Linked DNA regions of Zea mays: all the other regions are linked to region 2. A link is a contact called in public Hi-C data. All regions are on one chromosome and are shown on one strand. The core of a region is the stretch at or near the end of the contact, and the rest is flanking DNA. Distances in the headings are between cores, read along the strand shown.

Region 1 (4,245 bases), core at 1,308-3,807, 230 kb after region 2:
GAACACAAATATGAGGGCCTCAAATACAGTCTTGCATGCATTCCCAAATATGAATACCACAACCAGAAGCTGGGACGAGACGACAACAAGGACCTTGGTTGTCGCAATGCCCATCAACAGTAGCGTAACAATGATGGATATGATTATGACAATAACGCTGACGAGGTTGTGAAGCTGCATAACTGCGGTTTTTGTGTCATTCAGAGAATGTGCTAGTGACTTGCGATCGAGGTATGCTTTCACCTGGTAGTAAAACAAGATCAGGAAAGCAGACAGACATCTTCCTATACAAGCCAAATGATTTGCAATGACTACATCAAAATTTACAAAACAGAACATATATTGACATTGTGTATTGTTTCCTGATTCAAGGAATCAAATGATTTGCAACGACTAAAAATGAAATGACTTATAAATACATAAGTAAGAAAGTCAAATTACAATTATACATAAACATATAATCCTCAAATCATGCATATTCAGTTACAAGTTTCTCCTACCACACCAGGCTCAATATCCACAGTTACGACTGCATCGGCACACCATATCAATTATCAAAATTCAAGACACGAGACATGGGTCAACCAATAATATGTTCCTATGAACTCTGAAACAGAACAAAAACAGAGATAGTAAATGTGTTCATTTTTTCATTACCACCCAATTCTTTAGAGCAGATTTTTTGATCTTTCCGGTTTCTGGTGCTCCCTCAAAAGTTGGAATCAGCAGGTCCACCTCCTCCTTGGTGAAAAACCTCAGCAGATCCACCTCTTCAATGTGCCTATGTCAACAATTAAAAAGAATTGTTGCGAGTGTTGAGCCATGCATACATATGTAGACAAAAAAAATGGCTACTGAAAAGTTGAAGTCGTCCTCACTTATAGCCGGGCCTTGCGACATTTTTGAATATGGCATATGCCGCATCCTCGGCCTCCCATTTACTATTTATCTCTTTATCCTTCTGTTCAATGCCATCTACATCATCAAAGCTGCTCTCGATAGTATTAGATATAGTTGACAGCCTAGAACTTCGGATTGTTGTGATGAGCCCTCTCATCGTCCATGCTGAGACCTTCTCCTGACTCATCCTCCTGAGCTTAACAACATCGATCACCTCTGGCACGCCTTTCTCCTCCTTGGCTCTGCTGATGCTGACCCGCCCAAGGCCACTGCCCTCGCGCCCCACATTCTCCGCCAGCTCCATCAACGGCGGGCCTGACAGCGTCTGCAGCACGTACTGATGGAACACGCTCTCTTGGATCCGATCGAAGAAGGCCTTCCGGTGGAACGTGGACGCGACCACCTTCATGAGGAAGGTCTTGACGAGCCAGATGACGGAGCCGATGAGCATGGAGGCGAGGAACCTGGAGACGTAGTTGAGGATCCTGGCGGTCTTACGGGAGCGGCCGACCTCGCTGTCGAAGAGCTGGGACCAGGCGATGAGCACGAGCGCGAGCCAGAGGCAGACCTGGAAGCTCTTCTTGAGCCCGAAGACGAAGTAGAGCACCTTGGTGCGCAGCAGGAAGTTGCGCTCGATAACGAAGACGATAAGCGTGACGAGCCACTGGCTGAGGAGGTGGCCTGAGAAGACGGTGATGACCATGACGCACCACTTCCAGACCTCCAGCCCCCACAGGACGCGGCCCTGTAGGGGCGCCACCACGAGACTGACGAGGAGCAGGCCGAGGAAGAGGACGAGCACGCAGAGCTCCACGCCAAGGCGGGCCCGGCGGCGGCAGCGCGCCGCGGAGGCCGGCGCGCGGGAGCCGTCCTTGTTGCGGAAGAGGTCCTCGTCGTCGTCGACCTCTGCAGCAGGGGTGGAGCCGCCCGCGGCGCGATGGGTCGGGGTGGCGGTCAGCGAGGCGGCGGCGGCGGGGTGGACTGGGGAGGGGTGGGCGGAGTGCGGGTGCGTCGGGGTGGGCGGCTCGACGAAGCGCGACTTGGGCTTGGCGATGGAGGAGCGGCGGCGGAGGGCCGCGGGGGGCAGCGGCGGGCGCGAGGGGCTGGAGGTTGGCAGCGGCTTCTCGGGGTTCTGAGAGAGTTTGGGAGTCTCCGGCTGCTGGTTATTTCTCGGGTGCAGTGGCGGCGGGTGGCCGGGCGGGATGACGAGGACGTGGTCCGCGTTATTGGACGCCGCGGCCGCCTTGGCCGTGGACTGGTCCATAGCCCGCCCCCGCGCGCGGCGGCGGGCCTAGTAACCTGGGCTTGGGGTCTGACGGCGGCGGCGGCTCAGCGGCAAGCGGGGAGTCTGGCGGCGGCGGGCCTATTAACCTGGGTTCGGAGTCTGACGGCGGCGGCTCAGCAGCCAGCGGCAAGCGGGGACGCGCGGCGGAACTGGGGGGGGCGGGAGTGACCGATTATAAAAAGGCGAAAGAACTACTTCTATAGGACGACGAGGGGGAGGGCTTCCCGCGCGCCACGCTCGTCCGCCGGACCGGCACGCCGCACGCGGCCGGGTCGTGGCGTTTGTCGCCTCGCAGCCTAGGTCTTTGCTTGATCACGCTCCGACTCTCGGTGGGTGGAGCTGGGAAGCAAAATCTGATCTGATCTGATCTTCCATTAATTACATTGACGAGGATAATCGTAAAAAAGAAGGATCGCTGACTTAGCGCATCGGGCACTAGCACTACTGTGGTCACTGGAGTCGGTGGCCGTAGTTTTTTTGCGGCCAAGATCGCTGACATAGCGCACCGTGCAACACTGGAGCACGTGGCTGACACGGAGGTCAGCCTCTATTTCAAATTCCAATCAACAATAATTTATATAAAGCCGCTTTGATAGAGCTCTTCTAGCTCCCTCGTGAGGAAGAGCTCTAAAAAAAGCATCTTGTTTTTGTTTGGTTGTGTTGGACACCGGTTTGAGCGACGGACGGTCCGCGCCTGTGGGCCGGACGGTCCGCGCAGATCAGTTTAGGGTTCTGGGTTCTGGGTTCTGTGCTACGGTTGTTAGCTAGATTCGCGGAATTAGTTCGGAAATTAGTTTGTAAAGGGTCCAGCCCCCCTCCTCTATAAATAGAGAGGTATACGACCGATTTGTAATAATCAATCGAATCAATAACACTTCTATTTCGCATTTATTTCTTAGGAGTAGTTCTAGTTTAGTCTTCCAATCTCCAAATTCTCCGCTTTTCTTCGACTCTACGTCGATTAGAGGAGTCTAGGTCGGCCTGTCCGAGCCTAGACAACTCCTAGGATCTCTCCTCCCCGAGAGGGTCCCTCCCGGGAGCGAGATCCAGGCGTCGCAGGCGATCTTCCGCCACCCCTGCGCACGCGTGGACCGTCCGGCCCCAGGACGCGAACCGTCCGGCCCCAGGGCGCCGACCATCTAGCCGTCAGGCAGGAAAACCTAGCCTCGCGCCAGGCCGCAGACCGTCTGGCCCCTGGCCGCGGACCGTCGGCCCCTGTGCAGAGAGCACCGCCGTTGGTTCGTGTTGAGTGATTGGCGCCCTAAAAAGGTGTCAACATACTTTTTGGCGACTCCGCTGGGGAAACACATCTAGACCCATCAAATCGGCCCTCAATGGCCGGTTCAAGGGATAGTTCTGAAGTCTCTCCCAGCAACATTATAGAACCGACTTGGGAAACCTTGCCGGCTGACGAACAGCTCCAGTTCGAGGAGCATAAGGAGCAGCTGATCCAAGAGGCGAGAGCAAAGTTCCTGGCCAAATTCAAGGTGGACAGGAACAATAAAGTCGTCCGACAACGGGCGACGGATTCGGCTTCGCTTCGACCCACACCATATATCCCCAATGTAAGTAAAACAAACGAGCTACAATCTCTTAAGAATTATGTAGATGAACAGCGGGAACAAATGCAAAATATCATAGGGGGTATGCAAAACGATTATAGGAGACTAGTATGTGCATTTGATAAATCTAGTATTGCAAATTTTCCTTCGCACGAGGTTGAATTAGGGGGTAATGAAAGGGAAATGTGCCCTTAGGCCATTTCTATAAGATTTTGGTGATTAAGTGCCCAACACACATTAAGGGAATGAGTATATGCCAAAGGGTGGACAAAGTGCAAATCAATACAAAGGTATGATTCTAGACTTATTACATTGGTTTTTGTGTACTAACATATTTGTCTAAGTGCTAGAATCAGAGAAAAGACAATTGGAAAAGACTTGGCTCGAGCAGCCAAGACTCTGCTCAGTCTGGGTGCACCGGACAGTGTCCGGTGCGCGCAAGCTGGCTCTAGTGAAAAAAGCCGCTCTCGGGAATTCGTCGGCGGCGTACGGCTAAAA
Region 2 (3,925 bases), core at 400-2,899:
AATTAATTAAAAGAACTCCAAGTTTCAAACTCTTCACACATATGGTTATAGTATGAGAAATCTAATGTGGAGTGTTGGTACCTTGCAACATATTAGGCGAAGATTTTTTCTGCACTTAAGGTTGGATGTGTTTGAAAATGCGTGTATAATAGTAGAAGAAGACAATAGCATAATAATTTGAATCGGTGAATCTTAATTAAAATTAACTCCGTGTTAAACTTTTCAAATATGGTGATAGCTTTTGTATAGTAGAAATACTATTTGGGCTGAGCCATTAGCAAAATTGGAACTTCAAATATTTCAGTTAGCAAATCATAAAAACCTCATATGCGCATACCTCAAATTGGGACCAGCTTTACAGGACACAGAAATGAGACCTCTGCCCCCGCCTCCTCATTGCGACCATGCTGCCTCATCTGAGTGCGCTGTTGTCGCCCCGTCCGTTCCCCAACCACACCGTGCGGAGCTCGTGAGGGAAAATATGAGCATGTCAGAGTGTTCTCATATGCTGTTGTATGCTCGAACACAACTGTCGATCTGTGTGAATGCTTGAGGTTTGCTCTTTGCAGGATCCGTGCATCTTCATTCGGCAGTAGAAACTGGGAGGGATTAGGTGCTGCTGTTCCCGACGACCTGCGTCGTCGCCACACACCTCGCCGTGTCCTCGTCCAGGCACACGCCAACGCCCACGAATCCGCCAAGAGCCACGGCGCGTGCAGACGTGCCGCCACCGCCAGCAGCGCCTACCTCCTCCACATAAAGGATGATGCTTCCTCCTCCACCGCCATCAACCCGATCCCACACGGCTCTATGCTTGTTGACGAGACCTGCGGGCTCACCGTACGTCCTTGAGGCCTCTTCCCTAGATGCCTGAGCGGCTGCCTCGGCGTCGACCATATGCTCATGGCAACCAGGCCCGCCGTGGCATACCTCGCCACGTCCTCGTCCAAGAGCGCGCCTACCTCCTCCGTTCAAGGATCTGGGTCTGAAGGAGGCCAAGGAGCTCGTAGAGAAGGCGCCCGCCGTGTTAAAGGATGGAGTTTGAAAGGACGTGGTAGAGAGTATTGCCGAGAAGATGTGGGCGGTCGGCGCGAGATTGCTCTCTGAGTGAGACGACGAGAGAAATTCCATGGGAGGGAGGAGCTTCATGGGCCTACGCGCAGGTTGGGGCCAGACGGTGGGCGTTTAGCTGGAGATGATGGACCATCTGGAAACTTCTCGTTGCATAGCGGATTGGAGAGCTGCACGGGACCGTCGAAGCGCGATCGAACGGCTGCACAACTAAAGGATGACGTGGCTTACTGAGGAGCGAGCTTTCCGTCCGCGTTTGTTATATAGAAATGCTGTCTGAGCTGAACTGAATTATGTGGGCTCAGAAGTATTAAACGTGTGATTGGTTGCTCACATAGTCTAAACGTTATCTATGGGCTTAAGTGTATATAATATGAATGTATTAAAAGAAATACTAAAATATTAATTGTTTATTATGTTAGGGCATAATAAAATTTAATTTACTAAAATATATAATACAAATCTTAATTTATTTTAAAATTACTTAATATTCATAATTATGCGCTAATGACGGCCTGTCCCGGCGACACGCTCAGAGAACCAAACGCCCTGGCCCTAAAGCACCGGATATTTTCTCTCTATCCACAAACAGGGGACAAGGAACAGGGGACAGGCACAGCCGCACAGCCGCCGCCCCTCCATCCACCTCTCCACACCATCTGACGCTGCTCCCACCGAGGTCTCCAAGGCTCACTCCTCACCAGCTTCTGCTCTCTCCCTCCTCATCTCTGCTCTGCTCTGGACCGTTAACTCTCCAGCTCCCCCTCGCTCCGTTCCCTTCCGCCCAAATCACTGGGACCACCACCGCCTTCTTCAAGATCGGCGGGCGGGCACCGGCCGGCGATGACATCCACCGTCACCACAACCGTTGGGTGCGGGGGGCTCCCCGTCCGCCCGTTGTCGACAGCGACCAGAGGACGCCCACGCAGATGCGCCGTCCGAGCCCAGGGTACGTTCGCGTCAATCCCCCAGATTTGTGGAGGACTCCAATTGATGAACTCCATTTTTTGCCCTCTCCTCACTGAAATCGGGATGAACTGACTGATATGACAATGATATCTGCTGTGGACAGCCGCGGGAGCGGATGCCTCCAATGATAAGTCAGTGGAGGTCATGCGCAAGTTCTCCGAGCAGTACGCCCGCCGCTCCAACACTTTCTTCTGCGCCGACAAGACAGTCACTGCCGTCGTCATCAAGGTCAGTACCGTCCGATAGTGCTGAACTCCGTCCTTATAAGTGATACTGCGAGCCAACATCAAAGATATCCACTTGATTGACACCGAGCTTTAGGTATATTGGCATCCTAGCACAATGTTTTTGGGTATATAAGTAGGGGGAATGGAAGCGAAGGCCGGGAATAACAATCTAGAACAGAAAGTAGCGGATTGGGTGACAACATAGGTGTCATATAAGGCTTAGAAATTAGCAAAATGTTAAGAGGGATGACAAACGCCGCCATCATTCACAGTTACAACCAGGCTAAGCCATGAATAGCACTATGTTCTTGCACTGGGGAAGAACAGAAGCTATTTCATTTTAAGGATAAAGCTGAAAGGAAGAAACAGTAATATGGATCAGAGGAAATTAATTCTCCTAGCAATGCTTCTTGGTAATGGTAATCCTCCCAGGAGCCTACAGCTCCGTATTTATAACCTGAGAGGTAACTGTGCAGAGGAGAGTCTTGACACTACTGAGATGCTAGCTTCAGTTGCTGTTTGGCACAGCCAGCTTATGTGCATCAGGTGGTTGATATATGACTCCACTTATTCATCCAAATTCCCAGTAAATATTTGTCACAAGAGAGAAATATAATTTGGAAAAAAGATAGTTTATTTTATAGCAAAAAGGTTGCTCTAAAACGTGCAAAGCACAGTTGTATTTAAGCCTTTAAGGGCACCACCAGGTTGAGGACGGTGGTAATGCTGAACAATTCCTTTTCCTCTCTTGGTCCCAACCCAAAACACACATTTTGTGGGGCAGTGGGTCCGTGACTCGTAGGTGGATCTATTTAGAAGTTTAGGGTTAAGTATTTTAGTTTCAGTGCCATTCTAGGAATTGAGGGAACAAATACGTTACAATTATAAATCAGCAAGCTTATATCTAAGCACATGAGTATGTTTAATGCAAGTGCTCTACCCTGGTTTTCTCAGAGCAACCATCATCTTTTCTTGATGATAGGTATATATAGGAATTCTGTAATTCGTTCGTGTTGATTAACCACAAATGAAATTACTTATTGTGTCTTCAGCATTGTGGGTATGACCTACACCTTGTTTGCAGGGACTTGCTGATCACAGGGATACTCTTGGAGCTCCTCTATGCCCTTGTAGGTAATTTATCTTATGTTTTCCTTGCAACTGTTCATTCATTATTTATACATGGTGCAACTATTTTTCTTTCCTAAACTTTTTGTAAATCTGACCAGGCATTATGATGACAAAGCTGCGGAGGTAGCACAAGGATTTTGGAATTGCCCATGCGTCCCCATGCGTGAGAGGTATGTTTATGAACTACACTTCCAGCTATTTTTTCTATGATGTGGGTCATGTGGCAGCAATATTATGTTCAAAGTCATATAGTTTTGTGCTTGTTCATCTTAATTGAGCGACCACATGCCTTTTAGTAGGGGTGAAAACGGTCGGAAACGATCGGTAAATGAAAGTTTGGTACGAAAAATACACTGGTTGCGGTCGGAATGTAAAATACGATCGGTAAAAACCGTAACATGTACCCTCAATTGACTTCAAAAATTCACATGACATACATCCACATAAAAATTAGTAATAATATATAAATATTCATAAATTCATGAAAGATTAAACGATATCTCACAAAGTATTAAAGCAATATCTCA
Region 3 (4,307 bases), core at 49-2,548, 150 kb after region 2:
CTGTCTCGCGTAGAATTGACACCCTTGGCAGGAGCGTACAATTCTAGTAGCGTCGGCCACCGCGATCGGCCAGTAGAAACCTTGTCGGAAAGCGTTTCCCACGAGGGCTCGAGGTGCTGCGTGGTGACCGCAAGCCCCCGAGTGTATCTCTTGCAACAGCTCTTGTCCTTCGGCGACAGATATGCATCGTTGGAGAATGCCCGAGGGGCTGCGGCGGTAGAGCTCCTTTTCATCCCCCAGTAAGACGAACGACTTGGCGCGCCGCGCCAGTCACTGAGCTTCGGCCTTGTCGAGGGGTATCTCTCCTTAGTGGAGATATTGCAGGTACGGGGTCTGCCAGTTCGGGTTTGGCGTGACCCCATTCCGCTCCCCCTCGACGCGCAGGGCCTCACCCTCGGTGGCCGAGGGTACCTCGGGCTAGGCCGAGGCCTCCTCGGGCTCGGGCGTGTCGTCGATCTTGACGGAGGGTTGATGTATGTCTCTGGAGAAGACGTTCGGTGGAACGGTTGTCCGCCCCGAGGCTATTTTCGCCAGCTCATCCGCAGTCTTGTTGTACAGTCGAGCGATGTGGTTGAGCTCCAGCCCGTAGAACTTGTCTTCCAGGCGCCAAACTTCGTCGCAGTAGGCCTCCATCTTCGGGTCACGGTAGTGGGAGTTCTTCATGACTTGGTCGATGACAAGCTGCGAGTCGCCACGAGCGTCGAGGCGCCGAACCCCTAGCTCGACGGCGATGCGCAGCCCATTAACCAAAGCCTCGTACTCGGCCACGTTGTTTGATGCCGGAAAATGGAGGCGCAGCACGTAGCGCACATGTTTCCCGAGGGGTGAGATGAAGAGTAGGCCCTCACTGGCTCTCGTGAAACAATCAAAATTGACAAAATGTATGCCTTCATTTCTTTTCTTGTAATAATCTAATTGATTTAACTCACCCTCTAATGAAGTTTGTTTTAAGAATGTTATTATTTTAAAATGCTGAAAGGAGATGTTAAGTAAGAATGGTAACCTAAATAAGAAGTGGCTTAACTCACTAGGCAAGGAGATCAGTTCGCACGAGACTAATGAAGCCTGTAGTCTAATGAAGACTGTTTCTCAATTTAAGCTTGTCTCGTCTCACGGCTGAAGGGACTAATAACGAAGACGAATAATGAAGTCACGGCGCGCTCTCGCTTGTCGTGGCGCGGCTCGGTGGTGGCGTGGCGTCTGCGCCGGGGAAGCAAGCGGCAGACGAGACGTGGCCTCCCTGCCTTGAGCAGGTGCGGGTGCGGCATTATTCTACTGACAGGTGTGATGCAGGTGGTCAGTCAGGCGTGTCTTGTTCAGGGAATCAGGGCCATGTCCCAGCGCGTCTGGCCTGGCCGCGCTGCTCCTGTTGACCGTTGACTGTACTCGCCGCCGCAAAATGTGGTACTGAGATGGGTGCTGGCCGGGCAATCATCCCGTCCGGTCCGCCGGATGCAAACCACGCGCCAAACTTCAACATATGTGTCAGCAACTCAGCATCCTATATTTTTTTATAGGCTTTATTGTTTATTTCGTTGGCCCAATAACAACATCGATGCAGGAATGTCTATGTACTTCTCCTCCACATCGCTGCCGTATCTTTTTCATTTTCCATATCCATGTCTTTTCTTTATTTTTCTTATTCTTTTTTCCCACCATGCTTCTATTTGTTTTTCAGTTTATTTTTTTATTTATTTGTTTTTCATTTTGTGTATTTTTATATTCTAAAACATTTACTTTATTTATTTACTCTTACTATAACTAGTTATTTTATTATATTTTTTATTCCATTTTAATTTATTTTTCCTTTATGTTTTTTCATATATGTATTATTTTATATTTCTATTCTACCCTAAATAATTAATTTGTGTTATTTTAAACTTTATCTTTTAATGAGGTGCTATAATATTTATGAGTATGTGATATTGGCGATATTAGTTGGTAGGTGAAATGAGCAGAGAAATCTTATCATCCAAGCCCTCGGACAGGACACAGGAGTCGCGTGTCGACAATTAGGGATCGAGGCCTCGAACACTCAAGCACGGGCCATAACATGGCCCATAGCGAGCGCACGAACGAGCCAGGTCCACACTTTAGCTACCCAAGAGTAATGTTTTCTTTAGTTCTTTTTAGTTTTCTTTTCATGTTTTGTTATTTTATTTTACTGCTTGTGTAGTCATTAATTTTATATCTATTTTAATTACTTTTATTATTTGCATTTTATTTTTTTGTATTTATTCTGTGAATTTTTAAGTTTTTTTGTTACATATATTATATAAGATCAAGTGTACATGTGATTTTTAATTTTTGTGTTCTCTTCTTGTCGTCACGGGAAACCTCTCGACTTTGGTAGATCGTTCAGTCAACCGACACACATTGAGTCGGGATATACGTTTGAAGGTGCCGATCTAGCACCAAACACTAGGGTGGTGCCGATCTAGCACCAAACACTAGGGGTGCACTGCCTGGCGGTGACCTCTGTGGCGGCACAAACATTCCGCGTCTCTGGACCAGACAGTCCGTGATCTTGCTGCAGGAGTGGCTCCTTCTCTGCGTCGCTCCGGACGGTCCACACTCTTGGCCGGATGGTTCGCGACCTCGCTGCAGGAGCGAATCCTTCCCTGCGTTGCTCCGAATGGTCCACACTCTGGCCCGGACGGTCTGCGATGGCGCAAGGTCCTCTTCCTGCTCGCAGGAACCTAGATCTCGCCCTCTGGTTGAGAGATCTTAGGGTGCTCCGGATCGGTAGGTCACCCGGAGCGTACCCAGACGTCATAGAGTCGCATAGGGATTAAGAAATCAAGTCGAGGAAGAGATCTTGAGTGGATTAAGTGGGTCTTGCCTCCCGGGAGGGGTAAGATCCTAGGGTCGTATTGGGGTCGGTAGGCCACCCAAGATGGATCTAGACAACATAGAGTCGAATAGTGGTGGAGGTGGATATGTGGAAAGCTACAACTAAAGCTATGATACATCTACTCCTAGGGCAGGAATAATAAATGACGTATAAATAAAGTAATAGATTGGTTCAATTGGAATGTGCTCGGGGTTATCAATCGGTCGTACCCCTTTATATTTACAGGGGAGGATGTACGAACCTGTTCCTAGGAGAGATCCAACAGATCCCCACGGATATGTTAGGATAACCACACATGGGATAAATACTCTCACCCGTGCTTATCTGGTCGTGTGAAAGGGAAATGTGTCATAGGGCCATTTCTACCTATTTTGGCGATTAAGTGTTCAACACACCACATTGTACTAACTACTTTGATATGAGCATGAGCACAGGTTCTAGCAAAAGCAAAATTTGAAGGTAGCAAGTCCAAATGAGTAGAAACGAAGATCAAAAGTGCAACTTTGGGCAAATCAACATGAACATAAGGTTTAAGTGTTTGAAGAAGTTCTAGACACCCCATTCTATGTCTCTAGCACTTTATTTTGGCTACGAACTCATTTATGCAAGAAAAGTGCATCTTGGACTTGAAATGAGCCATATTGCAAAACCTGGACAAACCAAAGAGAAAAGGTATGTTTCCTACTCTTAGTCAATTGTATTGAGTGCTAACTATGTTTGTGTAAGTTGTAGGGAAGATGTGAATCATCTAGGACCCTTAGTGACATTTTGGTAATTAATGACAACCATATGTGGACTAACAATTGTTGGAGAAATAAGAACGCATGTTGGACCACATGAAAAAGGGGTTTATTGAAAGTCTTGAAGACTTAAAGCATTGGTTGTGGATCGAGTCAAGGCAAAGGTATAACATAGCTTTTGTTTTTGCCAGTCATCATGTGTTTATAGAAGGAATTGACCAAATTAGTAGGCTAGATAGTCATACAATCAAGAGGGGTCAACGACACTTGTTTGTGTAAAACTTAGTGCCTCTTAGAGCATCTATTAGTTGCATTTGCATGAGGACTAACGATGCTTCTGATTTCGAAAGTTAAAATCCCTTCAAAAGTGTGGTTGAAAAGTTGGGTGGTTCAGTGATCGGTGGACCATCCGTGACTCACTTAGTGGACCAGCAGAAGTGGTCCTTCTCGAGGTGTTTTTAGCTTTTGCACTACAAATCGTCTAGGCCTTAGGGCCGGATCGTCTGCAGTCCTAACCAGAGGGATTGAAAGTATGCACAAGTCCTTGTGTGCTTGTGCGGACCGTTTAACTAGAGTCGGCGAACCGTCCACATGTGCCAAAATTGTTTAGGCAGGGACTGTGTGTTTTTGGCCTAGTGTACTACAGACTATCTAGGGTTTCAGCTCAAATAGTACTAAGTCCTAGGTGCCGGACCATGTAGACTTGGAGGGCA

What was found. Hi-C and Micro-C count contacts between places; a contact is called where the count stands out from the background.
Region 1: a Hi-C map of tassel shows a contact between it and region 2, with 2.1 times the contacts expected there. The contact joins the promoter of LOC103637910 here to the promoter of LOC542532 in region 2. A contact is called at or near these places in 2 of 25 Hi-C or Micro-C datasets (ear and tassel).
Region 3: a Hi-C map of tassel shows a contact between it and region 2, with 2.4 times the contacts expected there. The contact joins the enhancer-like site here to the promoter of LOC542532 in region 2. A contact is called at or near these places in 2 of 25 Hi-C or Micro-C datasets (ear and tassel).

What each region holds. Positions count from the first base shown.
Region 1 is chr9:11,094,084-11,098,328 of Zm-B73-REFERENCE-NAM-5.0, reverse strand. LOC103637910 (mechanosensitive ion channel protein 10) reads right to left here and starts at 2,557. Exons shown (of 5, transcript XM_008660921.4): 1 at 879-2,557; 2 at 658-781; 3 at 1-243. The coding sequence starts at 2,164.
Region 2 is chr9:11,326,907-11,330,831 of Zm-B73-REFERENCE-NAM-5.0, reverse strand. It overlaps LOC542532 (ferredoxin-thioredoxin 1), which reads left to right and starts at 1,649. Exons shown (of 6, transcript NM_001305869.1): 1 at 1,649-2,020; 2 at 2,144-2,268; 3 at 3,352-3,401; 4 at 3,497-3,568. The coding sequence starts at 1,915.
Region 3 is chr9:11,175,437-11,179,743 of Zm-B73-REFERENCE-NAM-5.0, reverse strand. No RefSeq gene overlaps it. Among protein-coding and RNA genes, the nearest start is that of LOC100101543, 13 kb to the left of the region's middle. Within about 2 kb of position 1,298, at least 16 of the 20 cell types and tissues checked have an H3K27ac peak or open chromatin away from gene starts, as enhancers often do. A contact at or near this core is called in ear and tassel, where this site is marked.